Linked DNA regions of Mus musculus: regions 1 and 3 are each linked to region 2. Evidence: chromatin contacts called from public promoter capture Hi-C data. All regions are on one chromosome and are shown on one strand. Each heading gives the region's core, a stretch centred on a gene start, on an enhancer-like site or on the middle of the called end of the contact. The rest is flanking DNA. Distances are from core to core; before and after follow the strand shown. Region 1 holds the start of Ccdc185 (coiled-coil domain containing 185). Region 2 holds the start of Trp53bp2 (transformation related protein 53 binding protein 2). Region 3 overlaps Enah (ENAH actin regulator).

Region 1 (4,586 bases), core at 884-3,383, 340 kb before region 2:
TGCACAAACACACGCATAGACACAGTGGCCTGCCATGATTTTAGTACTCAGCTTTATATTTGTTATTGCACATATTTGTGTGTGCACACACATACTTGAGTGTGCCACAGTCTGCATGTAGAGGCCAGAGCAGATGTTGTGGGAGTTGGCTGGTTCTTTCTACCATGTGGGTCCCAGAGATCAAACCCATCATATAAGACCTGACAGCGAGTACCTTCACCCGCTGAGGCCCACCTTTTATAAGGGCTATGTAGTGTGAAGTGACCACGGGCATTCTGAGTTACGGCCGCTGTGATTGCTCCTGGGTAGCCTCGACTGGCTGCCTCACATGGTCTTTAAGGCTTTCAAGCATGTAAAAGCTTTTGACCTTGTGGCACAACATTGTCATCTACAAAGCGGATACTTGATAACTGGTTAATGGAGTACACACACACACACACACACACAAACAAACACACAATAAAGTTTTAAGTTAGCCATTTTATATAGGGCTGCATTTATAGTTAGTGAGGAGGTGGCCTCAGATCCACAGGTGGAGCGTATCTTCATGAATAAGCCAATAGGAAGACTTTTACAAGTTGTACCATGGGTACCAGGCATCCTTGATATTGCTGTGAGATAGACCAGGTACACTCTGACTTGATTGAAGTCACTTTAGTCCTGACCACTATCAAGTCTCCTACTTCTAACCCAAATCAAGGGAAATCTGCTGTTCACATTGCTCCCTCGGACCACACATTTGCCAGCGAGTCCCAACCAAATCATACTTAGCGCTGTCCTGGTCTGCCTGCTCCCGCCTTCTGCCTCACAGCATATTGAAGCTGTTCTTACAAACTGGAATGATGTTGTGGAACAAGTTTACCAACGTCTTTTACAGGGGCTCTGCCCTCACGGATCAATCATCTGTGGATGGTCCCAGACCCTTAGTTCCACCATCATGGCCTGACCCTGAGGTCCACCATCATGGTGGTTTAATGCCAAAACGTGCAGTTTGGAGGCATATATTCAGACCATAGCAACCCTAGAGGAGGGTAAACCCAGTCTTAGCTTGACCCGACAGAACCTGAGAGTCACTTTTCTGACATTTTACCCAAACTGGGTTAAAATTACATGAATCTAGTACATCTTTTCAGCTAGAAGTCTGCAGAAGAACTTTTAAATACAGTTAAGTGTTAAAAGCTTTAACTGGAACTTAGTAGGACACCATTTATTGACTGCATTCTGGTGGCAGGTGTTCCACACACTTCATTTCACCTCGCCTTCAAAGTAGCCCAGCTTTCCAGAACTTGGGCTCATGGGAGGAATGCGCTCAACATCACAGGGCTGAAAGCAGAAGATCCAGTCACTTGCCCTTTGGCAAGGTGGGGGGGGGGATCTCACAAAAGTTGGGGGGGGGGAGACAAATGGCCAATAAATGAAATCTTCGAGGGGCTATTTGAAAACAGTGCAGACAAAATTCATATTTTGATTTCTAAAAAAAAAAAAAAAAGCTGTAATTTACACATTAGAGGAAAACCAGAATTGCTTGTTGCTGTTCTAAAGTTCACAAAGGTAACTGTGAAAGCATCCCTTGGGCTTGCTAAGGCTCAGACCAGTGTGCTTCAGGGACCGTTTCCTTTCCACACCTTACATGCACAGAAGGCTTAGTGAGGTTGGTGAGCTGCTTAGCCAGGTAAGGGCACTTGTCTCAAAGCCTACATTCGATCCCTGGGACTCAGATGGTGTAAAGAAAGAACCAACGCCTACAAGCTGTCCTGAGCTGCCCACACACCAGTCATGGCTTCTACATGTCCATCCTCACAGACACACATAGAACAAACATAAAAATAGAGACGTGACTCCAAAGGACAAGCAAAATCCCCCTTCCTCAACACTACACTTTGCCCCTCTCTCCCACTAAACTCTTTAAGTTGGAGCCCTTGGCCTGGAGCTTCCACAATCCACTAATGGAAACACTGATGCTGTCACGATTCTATACACCACCCTTGTTTCCTAGACTTCCAGCCAGCTCATCAAAGGCCAGGTGCACTGAGGCCTTTAAAGACCAGATGGCACCAGGATGCATTGTGAAGTGGCAGGAGCGTCACAGGCCACATGGATCACAGGATCTGAGCGTGGGCTGGGTGTCTGCAGTGGCCCCCTGAAGGTCCGTCGACCTTCTGTAGACTCTGGGCCAGCCGGGAAGGGAGCATGGCCGGTTTCCATCTCTTCTCCCCACGGTCCTATGGGGAGCTCGGGGAACCCTTGCTAGCTGGAGAGCAGGAGTTCGCAGCCCAGCTGGGCTGGTCTGAGTTGTCTCTGAGTCCCTGGGCCCAGACTCCTGGCGCCGAGATCGAGACCGAGGTGCCCTGGGTGCACCCAAAGTGTTCGCCCACTGGGCGGTCCCGCCGGCGTGGGTATATGACCTTGCCACGAGAAAGCCACAGCCTGACATACGTGGCCCGAAGACCCTCGGACCGAGCCAGGAAGCACAGGTCCGGCAGCCTCTGCCTGGAAGGAGCCTGCGGGGAGGCACCAACCAAGTCCAGCAGAACCTGGCAGCAGCAGCAGCCGCCACGGGATCAACCCAGCCCGCGCTACCCTGCAGCCCGGGGAGATTCATCCCTGCAGTACATCCGGGAAGCTTTCAGTCCCCCGAATGCTGGAACGTTGCTTGTAGAAAACACACACCCTGGAGACCGGTGGGCAGTGCCGGTGGGCAGACGTGTAGGTCTCTGGTCTCCTTCCTCGGTTCTCACCGACAAGTCCTCTGTTCACTCCCTAGAGTTATGTAAGCAATCCACCCAGAATAGGAGTAACCGCGACCTGACTGAGTCCTTAAACAAGTATGACTGTCCCTCTGCCTCCTGCAAAGAGAAGAGTAGCCAGCACGCTCAGGTCCTCAAGAGCAAGCTGGACGAGACGGTTATATCTTTGAGGGACCAGAAGATCTTGGCCCTGGTGCTGAGCAGGCTCAAGAAGGCCCAGAGGATGCGAGAGCTGCAGCAACAGGCTGCAGTCGCCTGGGAAGAGCTGAAGCGCTCAGACCAGAAAGTTCACTTGACCCTCGAGAGAGAGCGCAAGCTGCTGCTGCTGCAGAGCCAGGAGCAATGGCAAGGACAGAGGGAACAGCACAAGCCTCAGAGGGGCCATGGCCATGAGCAGCCTCACCAGGGTTACAAGCAGCAGGGACCGCGGCGCGACCGCCAGGCAAGGAGCGCTGTTCGGTCAGAGAACGAGAGTGAGTGGATGGTTCAAGCTGACAACCCGGAGATCCGAGGCCTGGCCAAGATGGACAAGGTGCAAGCGCAGGCCGAGCATCTCAAACAGTGCCAAGTGCAGAGTCTGCGGGAGCAGGAGAGGGTGCTGCAGAGTGTTCGGGACCTGAACAGGCTGCAGCTGCAGAAGAGGCTGGAGATAGCGGGTCACAAGAGGGAGCATGTGATGATGGAGAGCCCGAAGAAGCTCCAGGAGAGCAACCTGAGCACGGTTGTCAACTTCCAGGCCCGCAAGGTTCTCATGGACTGCCAGGCCAAGGCGGAGGAACTCCTCAGGAAGCTGTCGCTGGAGCAGAGTTCCCAGAGCTCCCAGAGCTACCAGGACATCCAAAAGGGTCTGGTGAAGGAGCAGAGGCACAGAGAGCAGCAGGCAAAGGCCCAGACTGAGGCAGAGCAGTTCCAGAGAAGGAGATGGCATGCCGAGGAGGCAGAGGAGCTGCTCCAAGTGAGCAAGCGGGTGCTGGCAGAGCTGGCTGAACAGAAGAGCAGGCAGGCCAGGAGTCATGCGCACAAGACCACCAGGGACAGGGCGCAGCACCTGCAGGAGCTGAACATCCTGCGCGAGAGGAACCATCATATCTTGAAGCTGACAGCGGAGAAGGAGGAGAAGTGTCACATCAAGGGCATCAAGGAAGCCATCAAGAAGAAGGAACAAAGGTTAGCGCAGATGACCTCAGGGAAAGATCCCATCTTCCAGGAGTATCAGAAGGGTCCCGCGTCCTCCAAGATAAACCGCTGCTTTGACCAGGTGGCAGCAGAGCCCCAGCTGTCCGTGCACCTGCAGAGTGGAGTCTACTGAGAACCCAGGAGGAAGAAGGCACAGCCTGGCAGCCAGACAGAGACACCATCATGCAATTCCGCTTTATAATCCGATTTTAATCGAGCATTGATTTTTAAAAATGTATATAAAATAGCTGCATTTTCCTCCCATGAATTAGCTCATTGATTCTCTTGGATGGTGTGGGGGGGAGACTTGGGGGCAAGTACAAAATCTGTTTGACTTTGTGGGATTTCAGTGTCTCTCAAGGAATCTAGAAGCACACATCAGGCCAGAGTTAGAGGAGCCAGAGAAGAACGTGCAGTTAGAAATACGGTTTTATGATGGGACTTGGTAATTCTTTTTTCTATTCTACAACCTGAGAGAGGAGAAATATGGAGTGTGAAGCTGGAGCAGTTTCCCAGGGGAAGAAGCAAAGGTGGGCTGGGAGAATCTCTCAGCAACTAGAATGGAGACTCTGGTAGTGTAATCCTTTCTCCAGAGCTCGTGGTGCAGTTTTAAACTTAAAAGCCTATAGTATAGACACTCCCTTAATGTAGCATTTGCCACAG
Region 2 (4,616 bases), core at 1,487-3,986:
CTGGTTAGTTTTCCAAAGTAATAATGAAACAGAACAAAACCTTACTCATACTAGACTTCAACTTCAAGCATAGTAAAAGCTAAAGAAGAAAACCATAAAGAAGAAAATGGTTTTAAGCCAGTGCTGGGATGGCCTGTGTCTGTTAGCCCAGCACTCCAGATGCTGCTGCAGGAGGACAGCTGTGAGCTAAAGAACAGCCTGGGCTGCAGAGTAGGTACCACACCAGCCAGATACTACATACACAGCAAGACCCTCTCTCAAAGAACCGAAATGTACTTTTACGGGCTTAGTAGCTTAGTGATGAAGTGCTTGTCTAGCATGTATACAAGATCCTGGTTGGATCCCAAGTACCACACACACACAGAAGTTTTATTTTCAAGTACCCTAATAACACAAGTATAAAGGCATATAAAACTAAGGCTTGGGTGCTGGAAAGATGGCTTAATCATTAAGAGAATTTGTTATTCCTTCTTACAGAGGTCCCAGGTTCAATTCCCAACACGTACCTAGCCACTCAAGACCATTCATAACTTATTTTTCAGGGGATCTGATGACCTCTTCTGATCTCTGTGGGCACCAGGCACACACATGGTAAACAGGCATACATAAAATAAATCTCTTGTAAAAAGAACACAAGGATGCTAAATGAAAATGTATCATATTTTTATCTATCACAGACTAAGAATCTCATGTTTAATCACTGTTGCTAATTCAGGGTGTTTTCTAGCAACTATTCCAAGCCAGGCATCGTATTAACCCCTTCCTTCATAAACAGTGACTCCAATCTTCCAAAGCACCCTGAGAATTGGCATTGTATCACCCCCAAGATACAGATGATGAAGATGAGAGACAGATTTTTCTTAAACATCTGGGATCACTAATGCTGTGCAAAATTCCAAAGCGCATCAAATTTCAAAGCTAGAATAGCATGCACACTACACCTTTCCTAGTAAGTCTACTCTGACACCAGGAAAGCAGTCAAAGCCACCAGACTTGCTGAAGTGACTTTAGTCCCAAGATTCAATAACTTTTTACAAGAATTCTGATCATCTGCTATGTGGTTTGGAGAAAAACACCCCTACATAAAACAAAAAAAAAAAAAAAAAAAAAAACAAAGGATACCTTGATTTAAACTGATCTTTCAGGAAGAAATCATCCTGCAATTAAAACCACCTATTCTTTTCCTTTCTCTGTTCAGGGGAAGCTGATGGCAAGCTGCAAAGGTTTTTTCACAACAGTGAGATAAAAACACAGGAATAAAAAAGTTAACAAAACAGTCTATCATAACCAAGGTATGCGTTTTAAGATATTCACATCACAGCCCTAACTTAATAAATGAGACTAAACCATTAGTTACAAAATGCTAGTAATTCCAAATTTCTTGACTCTTAGCAATTGTAACCATCCCAAGCCACCTAATAACCTAATAACCAAAATATTATATATGTGTCCAACCTAGAAAAATTTAGGAACACCCTCCACAACGCAAAGGGGCAAAGAGACAGTATAGTATATTCTGCACGTGTAATTACAAAAAAACCAAAACAAAATAGAACATTGAAACACAAATTTTAACACTCTTTCTTGGATTTTATAAAAGCAAAAAAATTAAGTTGTTTTAAGTTTTTATCGTTTTGTTTTCTTAAACAAGTGATGCGATAAGAACGTGAGTTGATGAGGGGTTTAGGGATGGATATGGCTAAAATACGTGACCTTTCAAAGAATATATAAAAATTATTTTTTAAAAAAGGACTTAGGTTGACTGCGATTAATCCTGCTTGAGAGGAGAACAAATACAACACCCACGAGGAAATAAATACACGGCTGCAGGAGCCACCATAACCAGTCAGATCTTGTGCTTGCTAAGGGGGCTTTTCAGAAACACCTCCATTCAACCTGCAAGTCACCTGTGACGCTGGCCAAGTCAGATGCCAAAAGAATTCACTCATCTTTCTTAGAGGTCTTGCAGAAAAAAAGCTGGGGGAGCGGGGCACTGAAGTTTTCCTCTGAACTAAAACTTTCAAGGCTGCATTTACTAAAACCTGTTTCCACAAAGAGATAGATAGGGTGACATGGCTGCTATCACCAACATCAGATCGAAATTCAAGTTAAAAAAAAAAAAAACTGGCAGAAAGAAAAAGAAAGGCAAGCCTTTTCAAGCGCTATGCTTCACTTCAGTAAAAAGCCTCAAAACAATTCAAAGAAATAGGCTAAGAACAAGGTTCCCCGGCTCTTGACCTTCAAAACAAGCTTCCCCAAAGGTCTCATCCGAGAAGCAAAGTTTGGAGCAGCGGCCCGGGCTGCCGCACTGCCTGCGGGGCAGCATCGCGACCGTCGCGGGGACCCAGAGGGACGGAGCCTCAGAGCCTCGAAGCCCGAAGCTCCACCGGCTCCGCTGACCCGGCCCCCCCGCCCTGTACACTTCCGGGCCCCAGCACGCCCACCCGCTTACCGGCATCATTTTGGACCCGAACCGCATGGAAGCGGGGGTCTGGCGGCGGCCTGGCCGAGCAGAAGTGACCCGAGGGTCGCGGGCCCGGGGAAGCCAAGCGAGAACGAGGCCGCGCGCCCGGCGGCCGACCTGTTGCGAGGCAGCGGCGCTGGAGTCCCCTCAGCGGACCGGGACGCCACCGAGTCCGGGGCCCAATCCCCTCGCCCGTCTCCGGGACGCGGCTTTGTCTCGGCGCTCGCGACTCCCACCTCCTCCTCCTCCTTCTCGCCGAAACCAACTAATCCCGGCCGGGCCCCCACCGAGGCGCGCTGGCCCCGCCCCCCACGAAGCCCCGCCCGCGGCGCGCCCCAAGGCTTGAGGTAAGGGGGAGCGGAGCGCCAACCGGGCGGCGAAGGCGCATGCGCAGATGCTGGGGGCGGTGCCAGAGGGGGCGGGAACCTTTGCTCCGAGGGAGGAAGATGCAGGCGGCGGAGCTGCTCCTGAACGCGCCTCCAGGCGGAGCCAAGGCACGGGAGGGCGGCGCCGCAGGAGAACAATAATCGTAAAACGCGGGGATGGAGCCCAGGGCTGTGTCCCTCACCTCCTTGGCGGTTCCGAGTTGCTCAAGAGAGTTGAGCCCTTTGCCTTAGGAACCATGAACCAGCCACAAGGCGCCGGACGCCGAGGGGCCTGGGCGGCGCCGCCTCACACACCTGACTCAGGGCGCCCTGAGGGATCCGAGCGCCCCACAAGATGGAGACCTGCGAGTCCGCCGGGCCGGAGCACGTTCCTGACAGAAGGCGCTCTCGGATTTGTCCTCATCCCTCAGGCGATGTCCAAGACCCCCCTCTGAATGGCCTGTTACTTCTATAATGTAAGAAGGGAAAAGCCCTTCAGTGTTGAGAAGTGGGGGGGTTCCCTGTGTTTTGAACAGCACGCTCAAAGGATTTGAAAATGGGTAAAAACAGCTTTCTGGGGCGCTCTTCAGCTCATCACGACCTGTAAACACTTTTAACACAAGGACCATTTTTTGGAGCCGTCGAAGCTCACGCTGGGAAATTGGCAGTAGTTCGCTTTGATAGGGAGGCAGATAGTCGAGTCCATTATCCAGAGAGACATAGGCTTCAGGAACACTAACTCCACGAAGCTCATTTCACGTCAAGTAACCCGTGCAAGCTCATTTGGAATCAGAGGACAGAAGAGTCCCCAAAACGAAATGAAATGAAGCACCAGAATGTATACAGCTTCAAGAATGGAGCCAGCTGAATGTGGTAGCGTGCACTAGTAATCTCAGCGCTTGGGAGGCTGAGCCAGGAGAATTGCAGTGAGTTCCAGGCCAGCCTGAGCTGAAAGAGTAAGACCTTACCTCAAATGACACTTTTATAAAAATTAAATATAAATTGACCTGTGTGTGGCACAGATCTATATCCCCAGGTACTCAGAATGCTGAGGCAGGAAAATCCCAAATTTAAGGGTTCCCAGGGCAGCTTTAGCAGAATAGGTCTCAAAATGTAAACGGGGGGGGGGGGGTCCCTGGAGTCAGACATAGTTTAGTGATAGAGTGTTTAACATGAATAAACTCCTGGTTTTAATACAAAGCACAACAGAAAGAATGAGCACTTATTGTTTGTCGTCCCAGCACTAGAAGGCTGAGGCAGGACGTATCAAGAGTCTGAGGCCAGCCTGGGCTACATGCTCTGTCTCCAAATAAATAAACAACAAATAAAAGAATAATTATTTTTTTATTTTAACATATCCCTTACCCAAAAAAAAGAATCATCCAACTCCCAGTTAACATCATCCCAGCTACTCTATCATCCCAGCTACTCTATCTAAACATGAAATTAAAACTGATACAACTAGAATTACCCTGGGTTAAGTAAAGGAAGTCCACACCTTGACTTACTCAGTAAAATGTATCAAAATACTGTAGGTCTTCTAAGTACTGTGGATCCATCAATGAACAAAACAAAGCTGAATGGACAATAAAACCAGTCTACATACAGTCACCCAGAAGAAAAAAAGAAAAGAACAAGAAAAAAAAAAAAAAAAAAAAACTCTTTTTGTGTTGTTGTTTGGTTTTTGGTTGGTTGGTTGATTGGTTTAGTTTTTCTAGGTAATGTCACTCAGTGTAGCCTTAGCTGTCCTGGAACTCATAGACCAGGCTGTCCTCAAACTTACAGAG
Region 3 (4,416 bases), core at 284-2,783, 510 kb after region 2:
AACTTTAAATGTAGCAGTCTGTACCCTCTACAGTGATCTCTTTATGTTGGCTTTTTATATATACTTATATATATGTCTCAGCACCTTTATCTATTACAAAGTTCCATTTTCCAAACTTGTAATTTCCTCATTAGAAGTACAACTCTGTCTGTGTGTGTGTGTGTGTGTGTGTGTCTGTGTGTCTGTGTGTGTGTGTGTGTGTGTGTGTCTGTGTCTGTGTGTCTCTGTGTGTGTGTGTGTGTGTGTGTGTGTGTGTGTGTGTGTGTGTGTGTGTGTGTGTGTGTGTGTCTTTCCCCCTTTATCAGACCTCGGCATCTCTCCCAAGCTCCTCCGTCCTCTTTGTGCTTCCTGTTCCTGGCATTAATTTGCATTTGCAACCACCTTGTGTTGCTCACTGTTGTGAAGACAGCCAGCTGATTTTTCTTTTGGTTCCAACTTACACTCCTGCTTTATCTACAAATTAAAGTCACTTAAATTCGAAAATGAATTAAGTAGCAAGTCCTAAGCTTTTCCATTTGCTTAGCTAAAATTACTGTCTCTTAACTTTTGCCCATCTTTGCAGTGAGGCTGTGAAGAATTCATGTTTGTACGATTCAGGGCTTGCCAGGCAGGGCTGCAGGAACTGTTTGATTTCTTGTCGCCATGAGAATTACTTAAGCCCTTTACCACGGTCTTTAATCCTATGGGCGTATCTGTAATCCAGCATCCTGGAGACAGAAACAGGAGGATTGTGGATCTGATGTCAGGCTGGGATGCATAGAGAAACCGTGTCTAAAACAAATCAGTAAAATCCTATGGGTCGTAAGCATAAAAACGCGGAGCATAAAGGAACTCAAGATGAACATAAAAAGCAGAGTGTAGGGGGGTGTCTGTCCCTTTATCACACTAGAAAGCCCACTTCCAAAGGCAGAATAGTTTTCACTTCCAGACTCAACCTGTTCTGGTGACGGCATTTTTGTTTTTAATACAATTGGTATCTGATCATCTCCCCAGAGCTCTGTGACTCTTTGGTGAGAGGCATTTACTGTTTTATAAGTTCAGTTCCTTTTTTTTTTTTTTTTTAATCAAAACTTGTTGTATTTTAAAGAATCTGACTAAACAGTTATTCTGGTCAGTACTTCATGTGAAGATCCTGGAGAACATGTACGTACAGGAATCGCTTTCAGTTAAGCATACGCCTGTTTGAGAAACTAAAATCGTCAATCTCTCAAGAGAAGCCATTTATTTATGCCAAATATTCTTGGGGTTGAGGGCGGGGATATGATATAGTCTTTCTATTCCCAACATCAAAATAGGCTCTGCACTAAATCTTGTTCCCTTATGTTTACCTTGGTGGCTTTTTGAAGTACCAAGCTTCTTTCTAAAGCCTCTTTGTGGGTGAATGTGAGAATGAGCATGTAGAAACCAGTGTTCAACCTTGGCACCCACCTGCTTTGAGACAGGGTCACAAATTCAGCTAGACCTGCTGGCAGTGAGCCTCAGGAGATCCTGTCTGCTGCTTGCTGCTGGGTTGCCTAGCTTGTACCACCACGCCCAGCTGCTCTGTTTTACATGGATTCTGGAATCTTAACTGATGACCTTGTGCTTGCAAGGGAGGCAGACACTCTTCCAATTCAGCTAGCTTTCTAGCCCTGCCCCCCCCCTTTTTTTTTTCTTTATATCTTAATGCTGGAACAATGAAAGATTCAAAATTTAAACATTAAGATTGATTAGTTGATTAGAAAAGAAAGTAAAATGGTACAGTAAAATTACCATTTACAGACAGGGGCCTTCTATCGGTACAATATTAATGAATACCTCACATAAGGAAGATGGGGCTTTAGGATAAATTTGAAAATTGTTGAAGTATGAACTATGTTAATTTGTAAAGCAACCGTCACTGAAGGGTAGAAAGTGACTTGGTTACTGTGACTTGATGTTAAAAAGAATTTTCTACAATCATTGGTTCTATTTGTTGAAATTGTAAAGATAGGGATTGTGTGAGGAGGAGAGGGTTTGGGAAAGGGCGTTTCCCTTCGGTTATAGATGCTCTGTTGTAGAACTCCCTGAGCACCTGTAGGTTTCCAGTGCTTGCTCATTAACATAGAGAATAACTGAAAACTGAAGCTTTGGTTAAGTGCTTGAACCAGAGATCAGTCACCACACCCTACCTAGTTTGAAGCTTACTGGGTATTCCAATAAAGAGCTTTTAGAAGTTTTTGGTGTGGAACCCCAGGATTCCTGGATAAAGGAGGCCCAGATAAGAGCGGAGAGGGAGGAGTACTTGACTCTCTTGAGTTAGGAAACTCAAGAGCATGGTGAACTCATCACTAAATCCAGCCTTTTCTAAACAAAAATTAAACAGAGTTAAAAGAATTTCACATTCTAATAAAAGTTAGAAATGTCCATGCACTTCATTGAAGAGCTATTTGTAAGTGACAGTCTCCATTTAGCCCGTAAATATGTCTCAGCTGCCCCCTTCTGAGTCCAGAAAGATGTCCTTAGCAGTAGAAACAGACTCCTTCAAAAGAAAATTACATGTCTAATACAGGCAGTGAGTGATGTTGCCGATAGATAGGGTGTTAGCCGGCGCTGGGTGTCGCAAAGGAAATAAAACCCCAGGGAAAGAAGTGTGCATCGAGTCTGGCTCTGGGATTCATCCCTGTTGTGGTGGGAATACACAGTGTGTATGAGGTCCCTAGTATTGAAAAAATCAAAATGCAGCTTTAATCATGAAGTAAGTAACACAGGAACCTTTTTCAAGTTTGATACCTAAGGAAAAAAAAATGTTTGAAATTCAATATTCTCTAGTCAATTCTGTCTACCCAGCCTTCCTATAAAGTTTTGGTTTGTTTTTGTTTTGTTGTTTTTAAGATTTTAAACTTCTTTTAGTAGAGACATAGAAGATTGTCATTCCATGGCCAAGTTTCACCTAGGTGAGTTTTGGCATTTGATATTCTAACTTCTGGAATTTCTCTGAGTATTTTGATCCTCAGTTCTGAGGTCTGTCTGTTTGGGGGTGGGGCGGTTGTCTTTAAACCACAAGCCCTACATGATGCCAAAGCCACCAGGCCTCTCTTGTGTATCAGGAGTAGAACTAAGTTGGCTTAGCCCTTTGGGGACCAACCTTGTTGCGTAGTGTGTGGTACCAGCTTTGCGCTTTGCCTGGGAAAACTGTATCTCAGAAAGGTAATTAGGAAGGTCTCAATATTTAGGTGGTGGTGGTAGGGACAGGTTAAAGTCTAGATACAATTTCTGTTGACCACAAGGGCAGGGAGCAGTTTCAGGAGTTTGTCTACTTACTCTGGACACCTTGCTTCATTTGCTGACAGTGAACTTGGGCATCTGTGGTTCCTGTGAGACATCTCAGATGTGTATCTTGTCTCTGTGCTCCTGTTTAACTGTGGATGTGAGCCCTGAGGCACCCAGCCGTTGACTTGGGACTCTGCCAGATTACATGTGTGTAAGGTCCCTTCTACTTCTGGGATGTAGTTTGAGTTTCTTCATTCACATGTCCTCAAGCTGTGATCAGTCTGTTATTTCACCCAAGAAAACAGAATTCTTCTGTATGCATATGGGTGTTTTACCTCCATGTATATATCTGTGCACCACACATGTGCCTGCTGCCTTTGGAGGTCAAAGAAGGGCATCAGATCCCCTGGAACTGGAGTTCTAGACAGTAGTGAGCTACCCTTTGGATGCTGGAGCTTCTGAAAATACACACAAAGTGCTGTTAATGGCTGAGCCATTTCTCCAGCCCCCTTCTCTCTGACCTTAAAGAGTAGCTTTTGAATGTTTAGAATTACTAGATCGTGTTTGGTGAAATCTTTATATCCTATTTATGAGTGAAGTAAGAGCAAATGGCCATTCTGAGACCAGGCAGTGGCCATTGTTAGTCCCAGCTACGTCAGCTGTGTGCTTTGCTGAAGCACTGGGGCAGCTTGGTGGCTTCAGGACAAGCATGTGCCATCAGAAAGGCCAGTGTTCTCTGAGGTTCTTCTCTTCTTCCGTGGTAGGAAGCCTCCCCATGTACTCATGCCTCGAGCTGTTTCTAAGCTAGCTGACTGCTGCACTGCTGTGAGCAGTATCTTAACCCTCCTCTTTGCCAGGGGAGAATGCACCTCAGCTGTGTTACTGTGTACCGTGTCACTAGCAACTTGAAAAGGTGACAATACGAGTCTGTCTCTAGCCTTTTTATTATACAAAGTCCATTCATTCCTAGCTTCTTGTTTTTAAACTCCGACTTTACTGCAATTAATTGACAGTCCCCTCTGATACTGTTTAAGTGTTGTGATCTCTCGTTTGCTTTGTTTGTTTGTTTGTTTGTTTAAGGCAGGGTTTCTCTATGTAGCCCTGGCTGTCCTCGAACTCTTCTTGTAGACCAGAATAGCCTGGAACTGAGAGATCCACCCTCCTCTGACTCCTGAGCACTGGGAC

The links. Promoter capture Hi-C pulls out the DNA fragments that hold promoters and counts their contacts.
Region 1: a promoter capture Hi-C map of embryonic stem cells shows a contact between it and region 2, with 5 times the contacts expected there. The contact joins the promoter of Ccdc185 here to the promoter of Trp53bp2 in region 2. A contact is called at or near these places in 5 of 39 promoter capture datasets (embryonic stem cells, hippocampal neurons, liver and 1 more) and 1 of 9 other capture datasets (macrophages).
Region 3: a contact with region 2 is called in a promoter capture Hi-C map of embryonic stem cells, with 5 times the contacts expected there. The contact joins the enhancer-like site here to the promoter of Trp53bp2 in region 2. A contact is called at or near these places in 16 of 39 promoter capture datasets (the 3T3-L1 cell line, the C10 cell line, cranial neural crest and 10 more), 2 of 115 datasets of contacts at active chromatin or transcription factors (astrocytes and bone marrow-derived macrophages) and 2 of 9 other capture datasets (embryonic stem cells and macrophages).

What each region holds. Positions count from the first base shown.
Region 1 is chr1:182,746,727-182,751,312 of GRCm38.p6, reverse strand. Ccdc185 (coiled-coil domain containing 185) reads left to right here and starts at 2,133. Exons shown (of 1, transcript NM_001033547.2): 1 at 2,133-4,187. The coding sequence starts at 2,191. The coding sequence ends at 4,056.
Region 2 is chr1:182,407,287-182,411,902 of GRCm38.p6, reverse strand. It overlaps Trp53bp2 (transformation related protein 53 binding protein 2), which reads right to left and starts at 2,736. Exons shown (of 18, transcript NM_173378.2): 1 at 2,453-2,736. The coding sequence starts at 2,479.
Region 3 is chr1:181,898,143-181,902,558 of GRCm38.p6, reverse strand. Enah (ENAH actin regulator) reads left to right here. Exons shown (of 15, transcript NM_010135.3): 15 at 1-4,416. Among named protein-coding and RNA genes, the nearest start is that of Gm33669, 22 kb to the right of the region's middle. Within about 2 kb of position 1,533, at least 5 of the 459 cell types and tissues checked have an H3K27ac peak or open chromatin away from gene starts, as enhancers often do. A contact at or near this core is called in embryonic stem cells, where this site is marked.